Regions from separate parts of the Sus scrofa genome. Here region 1 is linked to region 2. The links are chromatin contacts, called in public HiChIP or PLAC-seq maps. All regions are on one chromosome and are shown on one strand. Each heading gives the region's core, a stretch centred on a gene start, on an enhancer-like site or on the middle of the called end of the contact. The rest is flanking DNA. Distances are from core to core; before and after follow the strand shown. Region 1 has its middle 390 kb from the start of QKI. Region 2 has its middle 630 kb from the start of QKI.

Region 1 (6,083 bases), core at 2,650-5,149, 250 kb after region 2:
GGGCAGCATCTGTTAGTACAACAGAGGGTCATTCCTCAGCAAAAATTGAAATGGATGTTATTTACACTAACAAAAGCTGATTGCATTATAGGTGTATAAATCATGTGCATACATGTGGAACCAAAGAGTCCAAGCAGCAGCGGGTCAAAGTCCATGTGCCTGACACTTTGGGCATCTTCATCCTAAACCCCTCGTGCAAATCTAGTTCCAGCAAAAGTCAAATCATGCATATGACCCATACCAATTCCTACCCAACTTATCCCACAGCCCAGAAAAGTTCACATGGCCCAGGTGTGTCATGGATGCTGCTAGAAGCTCAGATGGCTGCAAGGGGCACTTCCAACAACCTCAGCCTCAGCCAGAGCAACTAACCCACAGCAGCTACCTTAAATCTGCTCAACTCACCTAGAAACCCTCCTTGAAAAGCCCCCAGCTGGGCTGACAGTGACAGCATTGCACAAGCTCCATCTTCTCTGAATTCATATTCTTAAGTTCAACAAAGTCATACAGGAAGTTCCTTGTGGAGCAGTGGATTAAGGATCCTGTGTTGCCTCAACTGGGCACAGGTTCAATCCTTGGCCCAGGAACTTTCATATGCTATGGATGTGGCCAAAAATAAAATAAAACAATAACAGAGTCATACTATCAGTTCATGTTAAAAAGTTACCAGGAGCTCCTGTCATGGCTCAGCAGTAACGAACAAGACTAGAATCCATGAGGATGCAAGTATGATCCCCGGCCTCACTCAGTGGGTTAAGGATCCAGTGTTGCTGTGACCTGTGGTGCAGTTCAGATCTTGCGTTGCTGTGGCTGTGGCGTAGGCTGACAGCCATAGCTCCAATTGGACTCCTAGCCTGGGAACTCCCATATGCCGGAGGTACAACCCTAGAAATCAAAAAAAAGTAACCCAGTATCAGCTAGTAACTAAGCACTTGACATAGTTTATAGTTTCATCACTAAATCAGTCCTATGAGAAAGAGAGCTTCTACTATCCCCACTTTACAGAAGAGGAATTGGGACTCTTTTTAAAAGTGCCGAGTCACACAGCTTGTAGATGGTGGGGCTGGGATTGGAATCCAGGTGATCTGGCAACAAGTCCTTACAAACACCTGCCATGGATGGTATTTACCACTTGAGTTTTACCTGTGCCAGTGTCACGGGACTATTGTGATGACAATATGTAGAGTGGCACATATTAATGTAAGCTCTTAGCCATGGTTATCAAGTCTCCAGGAAGAGGCTTCAGGAAGAGAGAAGGAAAAACAAAGCTTTCCAGGGACTTCTGTGACTAACCAGTTATTCCTCTGTGCTACCGTCACCTCCCTCTCAATGGAAGGTGACGTCTGAACCAGTTTGCCAAAGCGGGAGCCGCCGTCTTCGTGGTCCTTCAAGCTTTGATGGCCCAGAGAAGGGAGAATCCAGAGAGAGTCTGGGTGGGTGCTCAAGGTGACCTTGAGAGCAGTGCCTTGGGCAGATGCTACAGGCTGGCCGAGCGCGATAATGATTCCTGCCCTTACTGTCTTCACACACTAATCAGAATTAATTGGTGAAAACCATTTTAAACTCGAGGTCCTCTACATATTAGTGCTTAATTACAATACATCATTTGCTCGAAACAAGTACTTGGACCCTGGAGATGAATCCTCTCCCTTTATCCCTTTAATGAGGATTCCATCCTGGACTTGAGCTCAATCACAGCTCCTTGAAATTTAAGGAAAATAACCTCTCTTTTTCTCCCTTGTTTCTCAAACAAATGGATTGAATAGAAGGATAAAAGAGCCATTTTTATTTTTATTTATGTATTTTTGCTTTTTAGGGCCGCACCCACGGCACATGGAGGTTCCCAGGCTAGGGGTCGAATCAGAGCGACAGCTGCCAGCCTGCACCACATCCACAGCAACACAGGATCCAAGCCTCCTCTACAACCTAGACCACAGCTCACAGCGACACCAGATCCTTAACCTACTGAGAGAGGCCAGGGATTGAACCCACAACCTCATGGTTACCTAGTCGGATTTGTTAACGGCTGAGCCACGAAGGGAACACCTAAAAGAGCCATTTTTATTTTTTTTTTAAATTTTTTTATTTTTATTTTTATTTTATTTTCCCACTGTACAGCAAGGGGGTCAGGTTATCCTTACATGTATACATTACAATTACAGTTTTTCCCCCACCATTTCTTCTGTTGCAACATGAGTATCTAGACATAGTTCTCAATGCTATTCAGCGGGATCTCCTTGTAAATCTATTCTAGGTTGTGTCTGATAAGCCCAAGCTCCCGACCCCTCCCACTCCCTCCCCCTCCCATCAGGCAACCACAAGTCTCTTCTCCAAGTCCATGATTTTCTCTTCTGAGGAGATGTTCATTTGTGCTGGATATTAGATTCCAGTTATAAGTGATATCATATGGTATTTGTCTTTGTCTTTCTGGCTCATTTCACTCAGGATGAGATTCTCTAGTTCCATCCATGTTGCTGCAAATGGCATGATGTCATCTTTTTTATGGCTGAGTAGTATTCCATTGTGTATATATACCACATCTTCCGAATCCAATCCTCTGTCGATGGACATTTGGATTGTTTCCATGTCCTGGCTATTGTGAATAGTGCTGCAATGAACATGCGGGTGCATGTGTCTAAAAGAGCCATTTTTAAAGTGCGGATTTTTTTCTTCCTTTGCAAGCACTATAAGATGCCTCATCTCATGGGGCAGATACTGCTGTGCAGTCCCATCACGCACCACGGCATTCCAGGACATTCCAGTCTCTTCCATCAGGGTCATATGATGGTTTGGTTGTGGACTTGCTACACATCACAGAAGCCACCTGCTGCCAAACCATCTTCAATCATGCGCTCCAGGACAAACACCCATTTGCACATTTCCCACCCCTCCAGCAACACGTGATGTCCCTGAAACCTCAGATGTTCCCTCTCATTGCTGCCTCTTCAGCCTGACTCCCAGCATCTCATTCTCAGCAATGAACAGACTATGGTTCTAATGGCTTCAAAAACGAAACCCCGGAGTTCCCGTCGTGACTCAGTGGTTAACGAATCCAATTAGGAACCATGAGGTTGCGGGTTCAATCCCTGCCCTTGCTCAGTGGGTTGAGGGTCCAGCGTTGCCATGAGCTGTGGTGTGGATTACAGATGCGGCTCAGATCCTGCATTGCTGTGGCTCTGGCGCAGGCCAGTGGCTGCAGCTCCAATTCGACCCCTAGCCTGGGAACTTCCATGTGCCACAGGAGCCGCCCAAGAAATGGCAAAAAGGCAAAAAAAAAAGAAAGAAAGCCCTAGCAAAGAACTCATTCTTTTCCAAAAAAAATCCGACTGTGTTCCCTTTGGCTGATCTCAAACACCTGAGTACATCTACCTGGTTTTTATGACAACTGATCTAGAGAAGACCTGGGTGACTCCCACCCAGGCACCCTCCCCCACCCGGCCCAAGTTTCTTTTAAATCATGGAAACTATCACCATGATTAAACTATAAGTCATGGAAACTATAACTATCACCTTATAAAGGTTTTGAAAAGTATATGTCTTCCTCATCTCTGAGCCATTACAAAAATCATACAACCAATCGCTTGGCATTTGCCCTAGACCCTAAACTTGGAGGCCTTCCGGTCTTGATGAAAACCTTTAGTGGGTCCCCTTAGGAGCATCCCTCCCCTCTGGGATTACCCCAGGCTCTGCTGCCACGTCCGCTCCCTCCTGAGCTGGCCAGCACACTCCTCCACCAGAAGCTTCCAGGAAGTTGCCAGCAGACAACCCGAGATTCAAGGACGCCTGAAGGTTAGAGCATTAACACGCATCCACATTTCCCAGATGGGGGAGTAATGCAGAAATAATAAGAATCGTCCCCGGAATACAGGATGAGTCAGGAGGCTCCAGGAATAGCCTGCAGCTTTCCATCTCCTGTTACCGCTCAGCATCACCACTAGAAGCTTCTGTGAGGGCACAGTGACCTCACACGTGTTCTCAGCCCAAAAATATTTGTCTTGAATCCTTTTCCAAATTTCAAACTGTAATAAACTCAAGTTGAAATCTTTTTTTCCCTTCAATTTGACAACCAAAAATCAGTGTTAAAATCCTACTTAAAATGTGTGTTTATGACTTTGTAACTTTCTTTGGGGCTGAGAGTCATAAATCCAGATACTAAAGGCCTTTCTTTCTGGCCCAATTTATGAGAACACTAAAGGAAGTCTGGAAAGTTGTGCATTACGTTGGCAGAGGCAAACTCTACTGAAGAGCCATCAGCTGTTATATTTGACACAGAAGAAGGGAAAACTTTCAAAGGCCTGGAAATGAAGGAGGAAGGGGGAGCGGATGAAGGCCCACCCCAGTAGTCATTACAGACCCGTCAAAGTTTGATGTGCCAATAAGTATTAGAATTTAGAGAAAACTAATTCAAAAAGATACATGCACAATACATGCACCCCAAGTTCACTGCAGCCCTTTTTTACAACAGCCAAGACAGAGAAGCAACCTAAATGTTCATCAAGAGAGGAATAGATAAAGAAGGTACCTATATACAATGGAATACTACCCGGCCATTAAAAAGGTGGAAATGATGCCATTTGCAGCAACATAGATGAACTTAGAGATTATGATGTTGAGTGAAGTCAGTCAGTCAGAGAAAGACAAATATCACATGATAGCACATACGTGGAATTTTAAAGAATGATATAAATAAACTTATCTGCAGAAGATAAACAGACTCACAGACTTTGAAAAGAAACTTATGGTTACCAGGAACTTCCCGTCATGGCTCAGCAGAAACGAATCTGACTAGTATCCATGAGGATGCAGATTCAACCCCTGGCCTCACTCAGTGGGTTAAGGATCTGGCATTGCCGTGAGCTATGGTGTAGGTCGCAGATGCAGCTAGGATCTGGCATTGCTGTGGCTCTGGTGTAGGCCAGCAGCTGTATTTCTGATTGGACCCCTAACCTGGGAACCTCCATATGCTGTGGGTGTGGCCCTAAAAGACAAAAAACAAACCAACAAAACTTATGGTTACCAAAGGAGACAGGTCAGGGGAGGGATGGATTGGGGGGTTGGGATTGGCACATGCACATTGTGGTCTATGGAATGATTGGCCAATGGGGAATTATTGTCTAGCCCAGGGAACTCTACCCAATATTCTGTGATCATCTATGTGGGAAAAGAATCTGAAAAAGAATGGATGTGTGTATATGTATAACTGAATCACTTTGTCATGCAGCAGAAAATATCACATCCTTGTACCTTAATAAAACAAAAAGTGAAAAAAAGTATTAGAATTTATTCCACATAAGGATTCTTTTGCAAATGCATACTAAGAATCATGATTATAAAAGTAGGAGAAAATCCTATCTGACCCATGAGCCTTCTCTGACAGTAATGGGCCCCAGAAGTAGGAGAAAATCCTATCTGACCCATGAGCCGTCTCTGACAGTAATGGGCCCCAAAGATACGGGTTGAGCAATGGACACAATCTGTCAGGGCTCAGTAAGAAGGTTAATTTTGGAAACAGAGAAGGGAAATCCTCTAGGAGATTCTGAAAGGCCCTCATGAGCCCTTGGGGATGCTGCCAAGTTACTGTGTCTGATGGAATGAAGGGAGGAGGCCCTTCCACGGTTCTCACCAGGATTTCCTGGTCAAATGTATGCTCAGGATGAGGAATTGAGGGTGTGTTTCTAAAAGAGGATGAGCTTTCTAGAACACAAGAAAGATTTCAAAGTGACCTTGGTATATCAGCCAATACCATGATGAAACTTAATACTAACACAATTCTGTGTAAAAAGAAAGGCTTTAGCATGTTACATCACCAGTTCTATCAAAAGAAGATATACAAATGTAACTTGTCCACTTTAAAGTATGTAAAGTAAATTAAAATAATAAAATGTTGCCAGGAAGAGTTCCAAGGTCATCTTCTTAGGTCGTTGGCCCACCAACACTTCAAAGGAAAGGGAGGGAAGATTCCAAAATGCCAAGGTAGGTATTTTGAAGGCTTCCTTTGCTCAAAATTAAGCATTCTTTCTGAAGTTTCTTTTGCCATGTTGATTTCTATAACAAAATACATCGTTATAAATAATGCAAAGACA
Region 2 (5,560 bases), core at 635-3,134:
GGCCTCACTCAGTGGGTTAAGGACCCGGCATTGTGGTGTGCTGTGGAGTAGCTTACAGACGCAGCTTGGATCTGGTGTTGCTGTGGCTGTGGTATAGGCCAGCAGCTACAGCTCCTATCCTACCCCTCACCTGGGAACTTCCATATGCCATGGGTGTGGCCAAAAAAAAGTATTCAGTAATGAAATTTACTTTTCCAAAAATTTCACTATATTCATGTTTGAAAACAGAGACTTTAGCCTTTTATTGTACGTCTGCACATAATGACCATCAAGACGGATCTTACATCAGAGGGTCTCTGTCAAGAAGCCAGGACTGACTGGTTGTGCTTAGACAATGAACTCTTGTGTCTGGGATCACAGCCCAGCCCCACCCCCTCCTCACCTGGGACGAAGTCAAAGGTCATGAGTTCTCTGCACCTCCCTGGCTCCTGGGCTATGATAGGAACAATTGCACTAACCCTGACCTTGGAAGCTGATTATGAGGATTCAGTAAACTGGGGCCATGCTGGTGTGAGGTTCACTGGTTCAGAGACACTCCTTGTCGCCGATGCATCCACCAAGAAAGAAGAAGGTACATAGTCAGTCTCTACCCACGAGATCGTAATCACCTTTGGGAGATGATCATTGTTTGCAGAAAGACACAAGGCGCAGATTAGCATGAACTGCAAGCGCAGTGGATGTGAGAAGAGGAAGCACCTGCCAGGGCAGAGGCAGCAAGAGCTTCTGGTGAAGATGGGCAGAGGTGGGCGGGGAGAGGACGACCTGGACCTGCGAGGGGACCCTGATGCCGCCCACGGAAGCCAAACAGGAGGCACAGAGGAGGGAAAACTCAGGGCCTCCATGGTCGTTGGCGGGAGTGGTGTGGAGGGCCTTACACCAAAGGGTTTAGCAAAGCGGAGTAAGAAGGCACCTAAGAGAGGCAGGAATGGGAACTTCACAAAAGAGTCAGCCTTGGAACGGTCTCCAGAAGGCAACAAGGAAACAAAGCAAAAAGCTTTAAAGAACATTTCGTTTAATTTTGAGACAGATAAAAAGAAAAAAATAATAAGGATGAGAGGATAGAATCCCGAAGGCAAAAAGACCATTAAAGAGATATTTCAAATGTTCTGGTTTGAGAGAGTGAACGTGGACTGATAGGGGCTTCGGTACAAGGATGATAAAGATGGTGATAAAACATTTCCACCTTCTCTCCCTCTCCCATGCTCATCTTCAAACTAACGGCTAATACTTTTCACTCTAGGGGTTAGACGAAAACACAAAATTTGAGAAAACGTCAATGTTAGGAAAAAAATAGGAAAAGAAAAAAAGTCGGCTTAGAGCTCTTCCAACCACAAGAGGGCGCTCCCGGACCCAGGAGCAGAGCTGGGGGGGACTGAGCCCGGATCATTAACGGAACTAGCGGGAGGGCTGCCCAGAAGTCCGGTCTGAAAGGGGTTACCTGGGCAGTTACAACGTGGAGACAGCCTCTGGCCTTTACCTGTGCCCTGTGACATCCACATGATCAATCCTAAGACCCGGAAAGGCACTGAAGGCTTACAAACTTAAGTACTCCCACTCTCGGTAGCAAGTCAGGATTCAGCCTCTCCAGTAAGTGGCGGATGCCCCGCAGGCAAAGCAGGAATGTCCTGATGGATCCCCAAGATTGCAGCATAGGATGCTTTCCTCCTGGGAGCTCCACTCAGCAAGGGGATTCCGCCCTACGGCAGCTGGTGACACAGGTCCGGCCCGACCTCCATTGCCCGACGTGCCCAACCAACTGGGAGAGCGCCAGGGTGCCCAAGATAAAAATAGGATGTTGCCGTGGAGCGCTGGACAGGCTGGCAGATGACACAGGGCCTTGGGAGAGCCTGGAGCCCTGCCCAGAGGCCGTCCTCGCCCTCTGCCGGCCTCGACAAGGGGAGGGGAGTTGGAGCTTCACAGGGAGTCCTGCCAGGAAAGGGCCGCGAGGCAGGGGAAGGGTGGGGAAATCATTTTCCTGTGAGTCAAAGGACAACAGCTGTCACCACGGAGGGAGAAGAGGTGGAACACTGGGTCCAAGCCTTCTCTGGAGCAGTGGCAGCTGAGTCAAAACAAGCAGTCAGAAACATGAGGCCCTTAAAAATACAGTAATTCATGCTACATCAAAGCAGTGATTAGCACAGCTTCCTGGCTGTCTCTCTGTTTATTTATGGTACATTACACATTTTAATGCTATTTTCATAAGGTATTTCAGCTGCCACGGTGCCATATTTGGGAGACAAAAGTGCCTAAGAAGTGCTGCAATTATCGGGCACCCACCCCCAGCCATCCATGAGTCTGGTGTCAACCACAATGACCACTACTTCCCCAAAGGAGAAACAGAAGAGAGAGTGTCCCCATGCAGCCTGCAGGAAGACAGGATGGAAGAGGACGCGGGAGCTGGGAAGAGGGGAGGGCACAAAGGCCAAGTTCATCTTGATTCGTCTCTTGTGGGGAAAGAGGTCAACTTTGAAGTCTTCCTTGAGATACTTCTTTTATTAGGTCATAGGACCCAGTCATCTGTTGGGGATTGCTCACCCAACTCTGGAAGCCAACAGCCCTCTCCGCAAACCAGCTTTATTTTAAATACACTTGAGTTCATGCCAGTGTCCGGGTGGGAGCTGGGAAAAGTGAAAAGCTGCTGGAAATTTCCTCACTCCTCCCCGTGACTTTCTTTCTTTTAAAGAAGGGTGGGGCGAGCATGAGTCCACTTAGGGAACAGCTCCATTCACCTCATATCAAATAGACAAGAGGCATCCCTCCCGCAGGTAAATTTAATAACCGTTTCCTCCAAGTCTGACTTCTCCTTACGATCAACCCCCGAAAAATGCAAGTCGGTGAATGTGTGCCATGGAATATGTCATCTCGGTGTTCAGAGATAAAGCGGGGGGGACAAATAAGAGAAGGTCAGGACAGCGAAGGAAAAAGACTCAGCCCTCACTGGCCCTGGGTCGGGTAACTCAGGAGAGCCGACGGGCGCCTGAGCTGAACCTTCACAACCCACCACGTGGATGCCCAAGAGGCTGCTTTCCGACGGATGAAGGTTCAATGTCATGTCAAGACAGCACTGCATTCATTGTCGAAGTTTCTATTGAAAACTGATTCCTTTGCCGATGTTGTTAATGTTTATGAAATGCTGGAGACGGGCGAGCTTCCAAAAGCAATTCATAGCCGGTTTCCCTGATTTTATGTCTGAGGCCACTGTCCTGTGGCCCTTCCCTGGATTTATCTTTAGGGCCCTTGGATTTATCTGAGGACTGGTCTCCTCACAAAAGTTTCCAACACCAGTGCCAACAGTCTCGGGTGTTGGAACTGGGTGTCTAGGAACTGGCTTCAGCCTGAAACGCATCTCACACAGACCACTTAAGAGCCATCTCAAGATAACTCCGGTCAGAATTTAACCAGCCACCTACAAATAAAGCACATCCCATGACTCTACTCTGAAGGCATTTGATTCTCCAAAGCCTCTTATTTCCAACAGTTGCATCAGCTGTAAACATACACCACACACTGGTGTTTGGTGAGTCAGGCCTCAGCAAAGAGCAGTGTCTTTTTCTGTATTTCTAAAGTTAAATTAGTTTGACTTTGAAGCATAAACTCACCAAAACAAAAGCTCAGGGACGTGTAGGTTTTGGTTGCTCTCCTAATCCTAATAATAACAGCCAACATTTAATAAGTGTCAGGCACGGCCTGTTCTAAGCAGCATCCAAGTGGGGTTTCAGTTAAGCCTCACAGCGCTCTCAGGTAGGAACATTGAGCCGAGAGACAGTGGCCCAGTAATTTGCTGAAGACCGTGTGGCAGTAAACAGGGGAGCCAGAAGCTGAGCCCGGACAGGCTGCGGGAGGGCCCCTGTTATCCACCGTGTGCTCCTCCCTGGGTCTGGGTGCATTTAACCTGGCGGAGGTCCCCGGGTCGCCTCTTTATGCATGAGGGCACGGCCCCGCTTCCTTGACAAGACAAACTGATTTCAAGAGAAAGCAAGTCCTTTTCTACCTCTTAGCAAGTTAAGGCAGCTCAGGAGCCAGGACATTCCTTGTTCAATTGGGGATTGTCATTGTTGCTGTGTCATCTCCATTTGTTTCATGGGTGGTGCTGCTTCTGCCCGAAACCGGAGCACTATGTGGGTTAAAATGTGCTCCCAAACGTTGATGTCAGATTCACACCACGGCGTCAAAGACCAGAGCCGGGGAGGTGTGGGTGCTGGTTCAGGTCCTGGTGCGGGAGGCGTCTGCTCTCCACCGTCTGCGTCCAGAAGTCTCATCGAAGCCAGGAAACACGGTTACCGTGTGGAACGCGGGAATCCACGGTGAGTTCCTGGCAGGAAAGGCCTTCTAAGCAGAGAAGTAGAAGGCATTTCCTCCAAAGTACCAGGGCTCCCAGGAAGCCTCTGGAGCTTCGTGCTGTTGGGATAAAGGGGGCCAAGGTGTAGGAGGCATTGCCGGGCCCCCTGGATGGTGCAGGGGTCGGGGGAAAAGCGGTGGGTTATTGATCTCACACACGCCTGAAGCTAGGAAGCCAGGTCCTGGGTGGGTCCCACCCGCCACTAGGGGGAGCCAGGGTTACGGGTGTCCGCCGGTTCTTAAGGTCACCAGACAGAGGAGAAATTCACTGCCACACAGCTGTCCTCACACCTTCACACATTCACACACAGCAAAGCCAACTCTGTTCCGTCTTTATGTGTGGGAGAGAGAGCGGTACGCGGGGGAGGATCCAGGACCCATCACCTCCGCAAGGGCAGCCCGCCTGGGGGGTCCATGCGAGCCAAACACCAGGGGCATGGCCTGTGGATTCCAGGAGGGCCGTTGCTCCCAGAGAGGGCGGAGGCTCACTTCTAAGTGACAGACAGACCAGCAGGCACACGGCAGTGAGGGACCTCGAGCTCGTAACTCAGCCACAACTAGGTCACCAGGAGCTCCAGGCTCCCCCACGAGGCAGGCAGCACTCAACTCCGGGAGTCTCTTAAATGACACTCAAGCCAAACTTCAGCACATTGGGTCAGAGCAGAAGAAGTCCAGTTTGGAGGCCCTGCATCACCAAGTGTCAGCAGGAGAAAGGACCTCAGAGGTCACATGGTTCAGCCCCTCTGGCGACTGGCCTGGCTCCCACTTTCTCTACGGAAAGTGCTGACACGGCTTCCTAAGCCTTAATTACACGCTGTACTCATCTCTTTAGTCAAAGAAAAGCAGAATGTAAACTCAAAACCATATTGACAGTATTGACCTACTATGGCCCCAAATGAGCTATACTTCTGCCTGCCAATGTGACAGAAACCCCCCAAGAGAAAGACACAATTCTTTGTGTCCTTGACAGACAGCATCAATTTCTGCAGCAGGCACCTTCCCCTCTAGCAGATTTAGGATACTAAAGAAAACTGGAGCCTCTGAGAATACCTTGGGGGGAAAACACTCCTGCCCTTCTCAATATTTTTGTAAGCACATGTAGGTGCGTAAGCTGCTCTGAATGCAAACCCCTAACAGACCTGTTGTAAACGCAGATCTGTACATACGTCCGGATCAGCCCAAGCGCACATCAGAAAAACAAGCTGGCTGTCCTCCCTTCCCC

What was found. HiChIP or PLAC-seq counts read pairs in DNA pulled down with a chosen protein or histone mark.
Region 1: a contact with region 2 is called in an H3K27ac HiChIP or PLAC-seq map of skeletal muscle. The contact joins two enhancer-like sites. A contact is called at or near these places in 5 of 47 Hi-C or Micro-C datasets (embryonic fibroblasts, fibroblasts, heart right ventricle and 1 more) and 1 of 2 datasets of contacts at active chromatin or transcription factors (skeletal muscle).

The regions. Positions count from the first base shown.
Region 1 is chr1:4,494,067-4,500,149 of Sscrofa11.1, forward strand. No RefSeq gene overlaps it. Among named protein-coding and RNA genes, the nearest start is that of QKI, 390 kb to the right of the region's middle. Within about 2 kb of position 3,900, at least 5 of the 83 cell types and tissues checked have an H3K27ac peak or open chromatin away from gene starts, as enhancers often do. A contact at or near this core is called in skeletal muscle, where this site is marked.
Region 2 is chr1:4,245,602-4,251,161 of Sscrofa11.1, forward strand. No RefSeq gene overlaps it. Among named protein-coding and RNA genes, the nearest start is that of QKI, 630 kb to the right of the region's middle. Within about 2 kb of position 1,885, at least 38 of the 83 cell types and tissues checked have an H3K27ac peak or open chromatin away from gene starts, as enhancers often do. A contact at or near this core is called in skeletal muscle, where this site is marked.